Linked DNA regions of Mus musculus: region 2 is linked to region 1. Evidence: chromatin contacts called from public Hi-C data. All regions are on one chromosome and are shown on one strand. Each heading gives the region's core, a stretch centred on a gene start, on an enhancer-like site or on the middle of the called end of the contact. The rest is flanking DNA. Distances are from core to core; before and after follow the strand shown.

Evidence for each region. A called contact is a pair of places that touch in the nucleus more often than the background predicts.
Region 2: a Hi-C map of bone marrow-derived macrophages shows a contact between it and region 1, with 1.9 times the contacts expected there. The contact joins the enhancer-like site here to the promoter of Cmya5 in region 1. A contact is called at or near these places in 4 of 39 promoter capture datasets (cranial neural crest, liver and maxillary cranial neural crest), 29 of 484 Hi-C or Micro-C datasets (B cells, the G1E-ER4 cell line, the HPC-5 cell line and 22 more), 6 of 115 datasets of contacts at active chromatin or transcription factors (the HPC-7 cell line, effector CD8 T cells, embryonic fibroblasts and 2 more) and 1 of 9 other capture datasets (adipose tissue).

The regions. Positions count from the first base shown.
Region 1 is chr13:93,143,203-93,148,804 of GRCm38.p6, reverse strand. It overlaps Cmya5 (cardiomyopathy associated 5), which reads left to right and starts at 4,081. Exons shown (of 13, transcript NM_023821.3): 1 at 4,081-4,447. The coding sequence starts at 4,299. It overlaps Tent2 (terminal nucleotidyltransferase 2), which reads left to right. Exons shown (of 15, transcript NM_133905.3): 15 at 1,140-2,950. The coding sequence ends at 1,214.
Region 2 is chr13:93,176,372-93,182,374 of GRCm38.p6, reverse strand. All of the region lies in intron 4 of Tent2 (terminal nucleotidyltransferase 2), which reads left to right. Among named protein-coding and RNA genes, the nearest start is that of Tent2, 13 kb to the left of the region's middle. Within about 2 kb of position 2,639, at least 13 of the 459 cell types and tissues checked have an H3K27ac peak or open chromatin away from gene starts, as enhancers often do. A contact at or near this core is called in B cells, bone marrow-derived macrophages and liver, where this site is marked.

The DNA.
Region 1 (5,602 bases), core at 2,832-5,331:
AAAAAATCACTAATGTGACAGAAAACAGAATTTATGACTTGAGTTTAGATGAATTTTCCTCCAGAGAGAGCTCTGTTTTTCATTTATGAGTTTCACTTTTGTGGAAACAACATTTTTAATTAATGGGGAGCTTATTAAATTCATAAACGATTGAATAATGGACCATCAGTGGACTCAGTGGATAGTTTTAAAATCTCAGGGCATTTACTATAGAGAAAGGATTTGATGTGTGGATCATGCACTTTTCCCACCATGACATTTTTATCTTAAGCATATTTTGAAAATTTAAAAGATGTATGTGTGTGTTTGTGTCCACAATATTCATCGGTAGTTTTGCTCGATGAGGTGCCTGTTTGCAATGAATGGCAGTGTGAAAATACATCGACAGAAAGAAAGACATCTGTAAGAACTAGAAATGGAGGCTTCATAGGAGGAAAAGGTCAGAAAATGGGGATGGAAGAGATACTGTTCTCATTGTTTGGACACACAGACAGACTCGGATGTAATTAAAAGGCAAGCAGCGTGTTGCAAATTCTCTTCAGATTAGGCCTTGCCTTCACGACAAGCAGAGTGGAGCGCTGGTTTCTTATTGCTCAGTTGTTCTTGGGAGTGAGCTTTTCCTTTAGGTTATTTAGCTGTAAAACCATTACTTACTTGAACAACTTCTAACATTGTGTTCATAAAATTGTGACCTGGAGTTTTGGCCTATGAATTAGAGTTGCAGTCTTAGAAACTCTTTCACTATTTTTCAGGGAAAATACAAAGTTTTACATTTACTCTTGCCTTTATAAAAATACTGTTTTCATCATAAAAGCTAGAAAACAAAGTCATTTTCCCCTCTTAAGTTCAAGTTGAGTACTTTGCTATTTTAGATGAAATAATTTAATTATAAGTAGTGTTATTGTTACATAGCCTTTTGTGCACCTGTGTGCCCATTTTAAAAAAATAATAGAATATTAAAGAATATTAAATAATTATTTCTTTTCTGGGAAATAATTACCTTGGGAAATAAAAATAAGGAACATAATCTAAACTACTTAGATAGAATCACCACTAATATTCTTTTAATTCTTTGAATTCAGTCTTTTGTTCTGTGTTTAGTTTGTATTCTAAGATTGATTTTTTCCCCCCTTTCCTAGTCATGGCAGAGATTGAAAAACAAGAGAGATCTGAACAGTGTGCTGCCTTTGAGAGCTGCTACCCTGAAAAGATAACTGGTCTCTAATTCTTCAATTCTTCCAAGAAATAAAGAACAACAGATCTATCATAATTCATTTTGTTTACCTCCATCATGGTTTATTTTTAATGTTCTTGTTTTCATGTTTTATTTTTAAAAGGACATATATAAAGATTGCATATTTTATTATGACATTTCCTAATAAACTCTTTGATTTAAGAAAATGTATTTTTGAAAATGTTTACATCTCTTAGTAGTATTATGGCATGACTTTTCAGCATAAAATATATTTTGAGAAATTACCTGAACTAATAAGGTTTTGATATATTCTCAAGTACTTGTACCACATACTTATCCTGAGAACTACGTGGGATTTTGCAAAGATCCTAGTACTTAGTATAACTGGCAGCAGCAGCAGCAGTCTAGCTCAGTTCTAGTCAAGTAAAGATTCAAGTCAGCTATTCAGTTACTTGAAGCAAATGAAATCTTTGATTCAGTGCGATCACTGTGGCGTCTTGAAATACTGGACAGTTGCCTTCAGTCTTCACTCGACTCCCTGGGACACTGTCTGAGGGGTGGCTGTACTGTTTATAGCACTTCACAACTGACTTTGATAGACTCTGGAGGTTGCTTTAGATTTTGTGTTGAAACAATACATTTTGCACTGTTGTAACAGGAACACTAACAACAGTTAGTGACTTGTTTATGGACTATTTGAAAGTCTCTGACTTAAATATTTTGGAAAAAATGGAGTTTCTTCTGCTTTCTGATAGCACAGTGAACCTGTGCACTGTGGCTTCGCCTGTTTTCCTGGTTTTATTTTCCTCATGATAGGAAACAGCAGAAAACGGAAACATCAACGTTGAGATTATATCCTACTTGTAGAATCAGATTTCCGTGGATTATAATCTAAACTGGAATTTTTAGGCAGTAAGCCACTACAAAGTGTTTTAGATAAGACAATAAAGTTATAAATAAAAGTTTAATGTTTATACAAAAATCTTTTTTAGTATTTCTCTTCCACATGAAAGTAGTAGTTCAGATGCAAGCTAAGCTGTTTAATAAGATTGTTTTTAGTTTATGTAAATACTTGTAAATTGGTCAGTACCTGTATTGTACATTTAAATATAAAAAGTAATCTTGAAGGCAGTTTTAACTTTTTCAAAGATTGCAAACTTCTTGTAGGCCTACAGTGGTACAATTTGTACCACTAAACTATTTTTTGCAGACCAATTAAAAAACTAAAACTTTCACTTTGTTTGACTTACAAAGGGTGCATATTTTCTTTTTTCTTTTTAAGTTTAAATTTTTGTATGCTGTCAAATGGAATAAAGTTTATATCTGGACATTGTTGAGGTGTTATTTTTCTGTGCAGTTGTTTTTGTGATATTAAGGCTGTAATTATCTTAACTGATCGGAACCTAATCGTGCTTGATTATTGAATGCGAAGAGTGTCTGGGACGAAGCTCATCTGGAGCCTGTGAACCACATTACTTCTGTGTTATAATTAGGATTAGAGCTTTCTCTATGGGTCAGTTTTTTAGAATACTGATCTGTAGTACTTTTGATGCAGTTTAAAAAAATTTACATATGATTTTTTTTCTTGGAAACATTTCTAAGATTTATCCCACATTGTGCAGCGCTTTCTCAGAGTGTATTGAGTATAACAGTTCAGTGTGACCTCAGGTAATGTTTGTCAATCATAGTCCCTTGGGGACGGGTGTTCTACTCTGCAGCACTATGGCATTTAATAAAGCCTCAGACTTTGCCGTAGTGTGGACTCTTGCATTGCCACCATGTTGTTTTCAGTGGTTCCACTCTCCTAGTCAGACTATTTGTTGTAACAAATAGACAAAAGGCTTAAGAAATCTGCATACTGGAATCCATGAGCCAGCACTTAAGATCATATACTCAGGGCAGTCCAGCTGTATCAGCTAAAGGTGTTTGGTTTTTTACAATTTCTTTTCAGTGCTAGGGATTAAACACAGCCGGTGTCTGCTACGCAAGTGCTCCACCCATTGAGCATTTCCCCAGCTGGAGACTTAAAATCTTTTCAATTTCAAGTGAATACTACATTTTTTGTTTGGATGTGCTGTTAAAATATTGTTAGTATTAGACGTGTGGACTCTAAATAATTCTAAATTTTGAGTTAGTTTGAAATAGGGTCTTGGCAAAATCAGTGGTAAAAGAGGATGCCTATCTATACCTCTCTGTCCTCAGACCCGATGTACAGCACACAAGCTGATGTAACTGGAGAATAATACCCTTAGTTTCCATCTCATTTAACAATTGTAAGAATCTGCGATGATTAAAATAAAGGTTTGGAGATCTAGCCGTCTTTCTAACCGTTGTACTAAACAGGTCTAGGCCTTTTCAGAAACATTATCTTACAAACAGAAACAATCATATTCAAAAGACTGCTTTGAGTTCCTGGAGAGGAGCAGGAGTTCAAACATGGAGATTTCAGAGAAAGGTGGTGATCTTGAATAAGTGAACAGGTGGGCCTCTCAGGCAGAAAGAATTCACTTGATACTGTGTAAATACCTGATTTCTAAAAGTGGATTAGTCAGGATTTGATCTCTATGAGGATCTTGGGCTTTCGTCCTAGAGCAGTGGTTGACAGGTTAAGCACTGGCTTTACTTGATCCAATGAGATCTTAGTCCCCTAGGGCGCTAGTTTGTTTCCATTGTCACAGTAAGAGCAGTGGGGCCTTAAGCTAGCTACAAACCATAACGTTATCTTCTCTGGATGCTGCCTCATTTGGCACGAAGCACCCGCAGCTCAGCTAGAAGTGTAAGAACCACCAGGCCACTAGATGGAAGGCTGGGCTGGTGGGTCCTTTTGACGCTCAACACTGCTTTCTGCCCTGGCCACAAAGGCCGCTGAAGATCTGCCAAAACGGGCGGGGAAGTTGGCAGGGACTGGAACCAGAGGAAGCTGAGCCAGGGCCGCAGAAGCTCCGTGGCGAAACTTTCTTGACGCCTTCTATTTAAAGGCTTGGGGCGACCCCGCCCCGCGCGCCGGGAACCCAAGCAGCCCCGCGGGCCCTGGCAAAGTGCAGTCAGACGGAGAACACCGGGCGAGGCGTGGGCAGCTCCGACTCCGGCCAGGACAGGCGCGATGGAGAGCGGCGACAGCGGACTCGCAGCCCAGGGCTTCCTAGGATGGGGTGCAGACGAGGAGGTGGCCCAGGAGCTGGAGACGGAGGAGGAGTCGGAGGGCGAGGGGGAGGAGACGGCGGCCGAGTCGGAGGAGGAGCCCGACGCCAGGTAGCCTGAGCGGGAACCGCCCGGACCTAACAAAGCTGTCCACTCCACAGGTGTCCCGCCGGGCCAGTGGCCACCCCCCCCCCCCCAACCTTTTCCTTTCCCTTTCCAACCTCAGAAGTTCATTTCCCCGGAGCCAAGCACACTGTCTGGGACGCGCCGCCTTCTTTAAAAACTTGAAGGTGCAAGGTGCTTGCTGTCAGCAGGAGTGACAGGTCCGCCTGCAGCAAAGTTCACAGTCGGCCCCCACCCCCTCCCCCACCCCCGCCTCCCAGCTCCTTGTGACTTGCTCGTTTATTCTTGGAGACTTACTTGGGGTTCTGCCTAACCGCAAAACTGTGCTGGAATACTTGCCTCTGGCTCCCCGCCCTGGATCAATCTTGCCTGCCTGAGCTTGGGGAAGGGTCTGGAGTCAGAAGGCTCTGTCCATTACCTTCAAAGGTATGGCAGCCTCCTAGAGTTCTAGCGCTGGGCTAGTTTGCTGTATGGAAGCTATTTTGGTGCAAACATCCCATACACTCCTTAGAGGGAAGAATCATGAAGGCCAGGTGTGGCTGGCCTGCCCTTGTGATTCCAATAATAGAAAGGCAGAAGCAGGAAGACTGATTTCCAGGCCAGCTGGGCTCTCCTGGGTGATGTTTTAGCAACGTCTGTCCTAAAAGTCGTTCTGGTCCTAAATATCTATCAATAAGGCGAATGAGATTAAGTAATACTATATACATACATACGTGTGTGTGTGTGTGTGTGTGTGTGTGTGTGTGTGCACGCATTAAGGCTTTCTACTTTGTCTCTACTTTGTCCCTTTTCATCCAGCCCTAAAATGACAATAGTAGTATGGATGTTTTGTTTAATCGTAAGCATGTCATCAATGGTATCTCTTCCTGGGTGGTCCTATCAAAAGGCTTTGGGGGTGGCAAGTGATGGTTTATCATTTCAGAATGCCCAACCAAGACCAGAATTGTTCAAGTTGGAGTAGCCCAAGAGTGGCATTGAAGGCTGGGGAGATGGCTCCGCTGGTAAGGTGCTTGCCTTGTGAGCTCAAGGACTGGAGCTTAATCCCCAGTTCCTATGGTCAATACCTGCAGTACTGGCGGAAAGCCCAGCACTGTGGCTTGTGCTTGTTATCTCTGTTAGGGAGATGGAGACAGAATCCCTGAG
Region 2 (6,003 bases), core at 1,390-3,889, 35 kb before region 1:
TTACTCACCAAGCTATCTCACCAGCCCCCTCCCCTTTTTTTCTTTTTAAGATTTATTTGCTATATTTATATGAGTACACTAGAAGAGGGCATCAGATTCTATTACAGATGGTTGTGAGCCACCATGTAGTTGCTGGGAATTAAACTCAGGACCTCTGGAAGAGCAGTCAGTGCTCTTAACTGCTGAGCCATCTCTCCAGTCCCTCAAGGTTTATCCTCATATTGGAGCCTTATTGGAGGCTCTTTATTGGAGCCTTCTGGTATAACAGTGGTTTCAGTTTTCATTCCTTAATGTATGGTGATACTAAGCATTGTTTTTTTGTTTTTTTGTTTTTTTGAGACAGGGTTTCTCTGTGTAGCCCTGGCTGTCCTGGAACTCACTTTGTAGACTAGGCTGGCCTTGAACTCAGAAATCCACCTGGCTATGCCTCCCATGTGCTAGGATTAAAGGCGTGTGCCATCACCGCTTGGCTTAGCATCTTATTTTTTACTTGGTGGACTTTTGTGTGTTCCTTGGAGGAGGTGTCCATTCAGATTCTTTGTCCAGATTTTAGTAGATTGTCTTTTTATTACTGAATTGTAAGAATTATTTTTATATTTCTAAGTAGTAGCTCTTACCAGATAGATGATTTGCAAATGTTTTGTCTTTCTGTGATTGTATTTTTAGATTTATTTTGATGTCTTCTAAAGCACAAAAATTCTTCATTTTTTGGTAGTTAAGTTTATTAGTTTTTCTTTGGTTGATTTCTTTGGCTATTAGTGTTGAATCTCAGAAACCATCTTTCAGTACAGTATCTTGAATATTGATGCCCACGTATTGAGGTACAAGATCGCGATGTACCATCCACCCACCTACCCACCTACCTACCTACCTATCTACCAACAGTGTCTTATTATGTGGCTCTAGCTAGCCTGAAACTTGATAAATAGACCAGGCTTTCCTTGAAGTCACATAATTCTCTTGAGTGTTAGAATGTGCTCTAAGAATTTTTACTTTTATTCCTTATATTTAGGACTTTGATCCATTTGTAATTAATTTATATATATGGTAGGAAGTAGGCTCCATCTGTGCTTTCCAATGGTTGGTTCATCTGTCCCAAGACTTTATCCCTTCTATGCCACCAGTTTCCTTACTATGAAGTAGGAACAAGTAAACAAAAAACAATGAGAAAGATGAGAAAGCAAAATGAAAATACCAACGTGGGGTGCTGTGCTGCTTTTCCCTCATCCTTTCATTCTTTCTTTGTTTTGCTTTATAAATTTAACTCCTGATCCATATTGTGAAAGCCTATGTTATAAGGCAAATGCAGTGAATTCTCTGAATGTAGTTACTATATATGGATTTTAAACGTATGCATGCTAGTAGGACATTTAAAAATGGGTTTATTATACATAGATATTGGAATACATTTTGTATATATTTATGTTTGTATTAGGCTAATAGGGCAAACCAAAGAACTTACTTTTACATGTAGCCTAGGAATATGTTGATTATTTGTAAATTTAATAAAGTATAATTCATTTTAGTTGTTAATAAATCATATAAGATAAGATTCCATATCTGTTTTGCTTAGTCATATAGAAAAATTTCTCACAAATGTACTATCTTTGGAATTAAGGTGTTTCCCCCAGAAAAGTAAAGATAGATTTTGTAGTTGAACCTATTTCTTTGAGTGATAACTTTACTTTTGCCTTTTTGTGAGAAAAAGAAGGAAAGCATTTCTGTTTGTTCTTGTAAGTGACAATTTTTGGAGATAGGATCTCCCTGTGTAGCATAGCTGGCTTTGAACTCATGCTCCTCCTGGTTCTGCTTTCTGAAAGCTTAGATTACAGGTGTGTGCTATCATGCCTAGCTTAAATGCTGCTCACTCTTCCAAGAGACCGCTGTTTACCAGTGTCACTGCACTGTTGATAGTTCTCATGTTCTATTTATTCTTTCAACATCCTAGTGGCATATAGCTATGGTACTAAATTTGATTAAGTTCAGAAAGTTAACTAGTTAGCTTGAAGTCTTACCTATTAAGTGTCAAGACCAAGATTTGACCCGTGTCTTTAGAGATGCAGAGAGGAGGAGTTTAATGTGCTTAGAGTCAAAAATAGGGAGATCCCATTGTGAGACCCGGCTGTAATATCACATGATCTGTGACAGTAATTACTAATAATTTTACTGAGTGACTATTGTTGCTAGCAGTGTGATCACCAATTACATGTTACTCCTATAAAGTGTATAGTGAATACAATATTTAATGTGAGTTAATTAGGCAGTGATTTGAGTCCTTGAATGTGTAATCAAATGACATTGAAAGTTTTTGAAAAGATCAAATAACACTATGAATTTATATTTTTTGGATGATAATTTTTTGCAGAACAGAGTTGTTTAGAATGAGGTGGCCTTGAAGGTGGACTGTCATCTTAGGTTGTTAATATATCTGGATAAGAGATACTGCAGCATTAAGTTGTAACAGATGGCAGGGGAAATGATATATGATATAGTGCACAAGGATTATGGATAGATAGGACTTTGCTTTGTGGCTCAGGGTGGCTTCAAATTCACAGCCCTCCAGCCTTCGCTTCCTGAGTGCTGGGATTACAAATATGCACCATTTTGGCTCACATATAACCACAGTAAATTTCATTTCAGCGTTGTTGCAGTTTCCTCATTGTGTTATGCAACAGATACTCTATACCCACTGTGATGGCTGGGGTTACTTGCTCTACTTCAGTTAGCAAGCATTGCTTGGTTGGTTTTTTTTTTTTTTTTTAAGACCAGATAACAAATATTCTAAGCAGTCAAGCTATTTGGGCTATTTGCTTTTTTCCCTCCAGTTAATAAAATGTGAAAATAATTTAACTTGTTCATATATTACAGACTGGAAGCTGTATTTGGCCTGCGGGTTCTATTTATCAGCCTTCAGGATAAATAAAATCTAATCTTTATGTGATATTAAAACTTTTACACTAGCCATTTTTACTGAATTTATTACAAACTTGGGTGCCTGTATGTTCTTGTTATAGCAAACTATCTACCCAAGATGCAATCAGTACTCTTAGTAAGTCTCTCAGCTTTAACCATTCCAATATTATATTATTATAATATGCCAACTGATCATATCCTATGACCAATTACTTTAGTCCATACTTCTCCCTCTTTTTAGTTTTGGGTTAACTTCTGGTTGTCATGTGTTAGTCATGAACATATATTTACTTCTTTTTTTTCTCCTCCGACTATTCTTGATCTTTCACTTTTCCAAAACACACATTTTCTAATTTCTAGAAAGAAGCCTTCTGCTTTTAAAAAAATTATTATATTGACTCTACATATCCTCTCGAGAATTGATATATTTACCAGTAGTTTGTTAGTATGCTATATTTTTATTTTTGTTTTGAGATAGGGAATCGCTCTGTAGATCCTACTGACCTCAAACTCATATCACTTCTGCCTCTAGCTCCCAAGTGCTGGGAGGACAGCCCTTGAGCATACCAGGCTTACTTCTCACATATTTAGATGTCTCTCATGTCAGTATTTGTGAATTCCAGTCTATATGTTCTACATAACTTTTGAAAAATAGATTTATCAATAATTTCATGTACTTTGCTGCTGTCATAAATTTTTTCTAAAATAAAATTTTTAGTGTTCATATGTATGATTTAAATTGTTATCTTCCCAATGAGTTAAAATGAGAAAAGGCCTTTAAAAATATGTTAAAATGTCCTCATGTCTCCATGGAAATGTGCTTTATCGTAGCAATGTTTCTCTGCTCATTCTTTTCTTAGAAAAACATTATGGAAATTATTTCACTCTTTTTCAGGTATTATTTTCAAACCTCTTTTTTTTTTTTAATTCTTTTCAATTTTATTCCTTTTCTTCCTGAGATTTTAGTTCTCTCTCTTCTCTTTCCGCACCCCCTTTCTCTCTCTCTCTCTCTCTCTCTCTCTATCTCTCTCAATCAATGTGTGTGTGTGTGTGTGTGTGTGTGTTTGATTAAGATGGCTACTTCTGTGCTGCTTTGAGATGGAGAAAGTTGGGCAGGTCGGCCTCACAGCTCCAGGCTCTGTCTCTGTTTCACTTCTTTGTCTAGAGCAGGAACTTTGACTTTTCTATCACTGATGCTTTAGACCAGATATTCCCAGGGGACAGGTAACCTTATGTCCTGTAGGATGGTTAGTTGTATCCCTTGTCTTTTGAGGCTAGTTACATAACTCTGCCCCGGTTATGGTAACCAAAATAGTTTCCAAACATTATCAAATACCTTCAGTAGTCAGAATCATTCTAGACCTTTCCTCTGTTTCTCATGGCTTTGCTCTGTTTAGATTTCAGTGCCTGACAATTTTTTGCTTGTTATACAAGGGACTTTCCTTTAAAGTCTTTGAACTTTCAAAGGACTGCTTGCATTTGCTTTTAAATTATAGCTTGAGAAGGTTTCTACTAGAATTGTATACTACATCAATTGTATTCTACATCAACAGTGAACCTTCAGTTTGGAGGGAAAGAAGCAAAAAGCAGTAGTAGCTAGAGACCATTTGATCTCTGAGTATTGGATTCAAGGGCTGTCCTAGCTCTGTTTCCCTTTCTCCTATTCACTGTTTTGATACTGTGGCAATCTGGTGTTAGAGTTTGACCTTTACAGGTCAGAAAGGGTTCATGGAGGATACTCAGTGGTTTATGTGTATTTGTTGCCAGTGTTTGGTTTTGGTTTAGTTTAATCTACTTTATTCTCCTGGTTGTTCTGTCTCTTTTTGTGGGGCAAGTATTTACAGATTTAAAAAAAAAAAAATCATGGCAGTTTCATGGTCAAGTTGTCAGCAGCTCTCTGAATATGATATTAAAAACAAATCTTAAATGAGACTTTTGGCTGGTTATAAATAGACTATGGGGAGGCCAAAGAAGGAGAAGCTGAAGAACAAAAGAGATTGAGAATTGATAGAGTTGCTTGTGCTCCTGAGGCACAGCAGGATTGGATATAAAAGTATTGGTAGAGGGAATAGATTTGAACATAGCAAGAAGGAAATAGGTGAGATTTCCTTCAGTAATATTAATTTGTAAGTCTTAGCAAGATGAAGAATTGAATCTGGTATTTTTAATTTTCTTAGGTTTTTCCCTTTTTTCTTTGAGACAGGGTCTCATGTAGCCTAGGCTGTTCTGGAATTCCCTATGAAGCAAAGGATGGCCTTGAACTCCTTGATCCTCCTACCTTCATCTGAGTGCTGGGATTTGCAGATGTGCACAACTACGCTTGGCTTTTCTTAGAAAATTTTAATGTGAGCTTATCTGCAAGAGAAAGTAAGTTTAGGGGCCTTGAAGAAGGCAGTAAACATTTTGGAATGGAGTAGTGAAAAGTGGGAACAGTATTAACCAGAGACATCAGAATAAAGGCTAAGGATACAAAGCTAGGCCAACCCTTACACCATACATTTGAAAGACTCTACTTTCTAAAAAGCTTAGCTTTGTCTTTCTGTATATGTTAGGTTTAAATTTTAAAGAGAAGGCAGTGTTGTACTGCCTTCAGGTAGACATCTTGCAGCACAGGAATTAGAGCATGAGGGGTAACTTTGCTACTCCATGATATAACGGAGGAGTTCAGAGATGCATTCTGGGATAGTGGTTGTATAGGGAAGGACATCAGGATCACTTAGGTGCTGATGGGTTGGAAGAAAAAGGAGGTCTCAAGGAATTCCTGACTAGGTCTAGAGAAGATATTTTAGAGGTGGGGGTGATAAGAAAATGAGTTGAATGGGAAATTAAAGCGGAAGCAGTATATTAGAATTTAAAATACCAGGACTAGAATACATAGCTATGAGAGTATACCAGTGGAAAATATTATATTAAAAAAAATTCAGAAGAATATGTTGTGATACATGTAGCTCAGTACATATAAGGGTATTGCTTACCATCCTATCATCCTATGTGACAGTGAGAGTTGGTGTGAAGCGATAATGTTAACTACGTAGGTGCCTAAACAAAGGAAGATCAGCAGAGGCCAACCTCATCTCAAGACATCAGGGT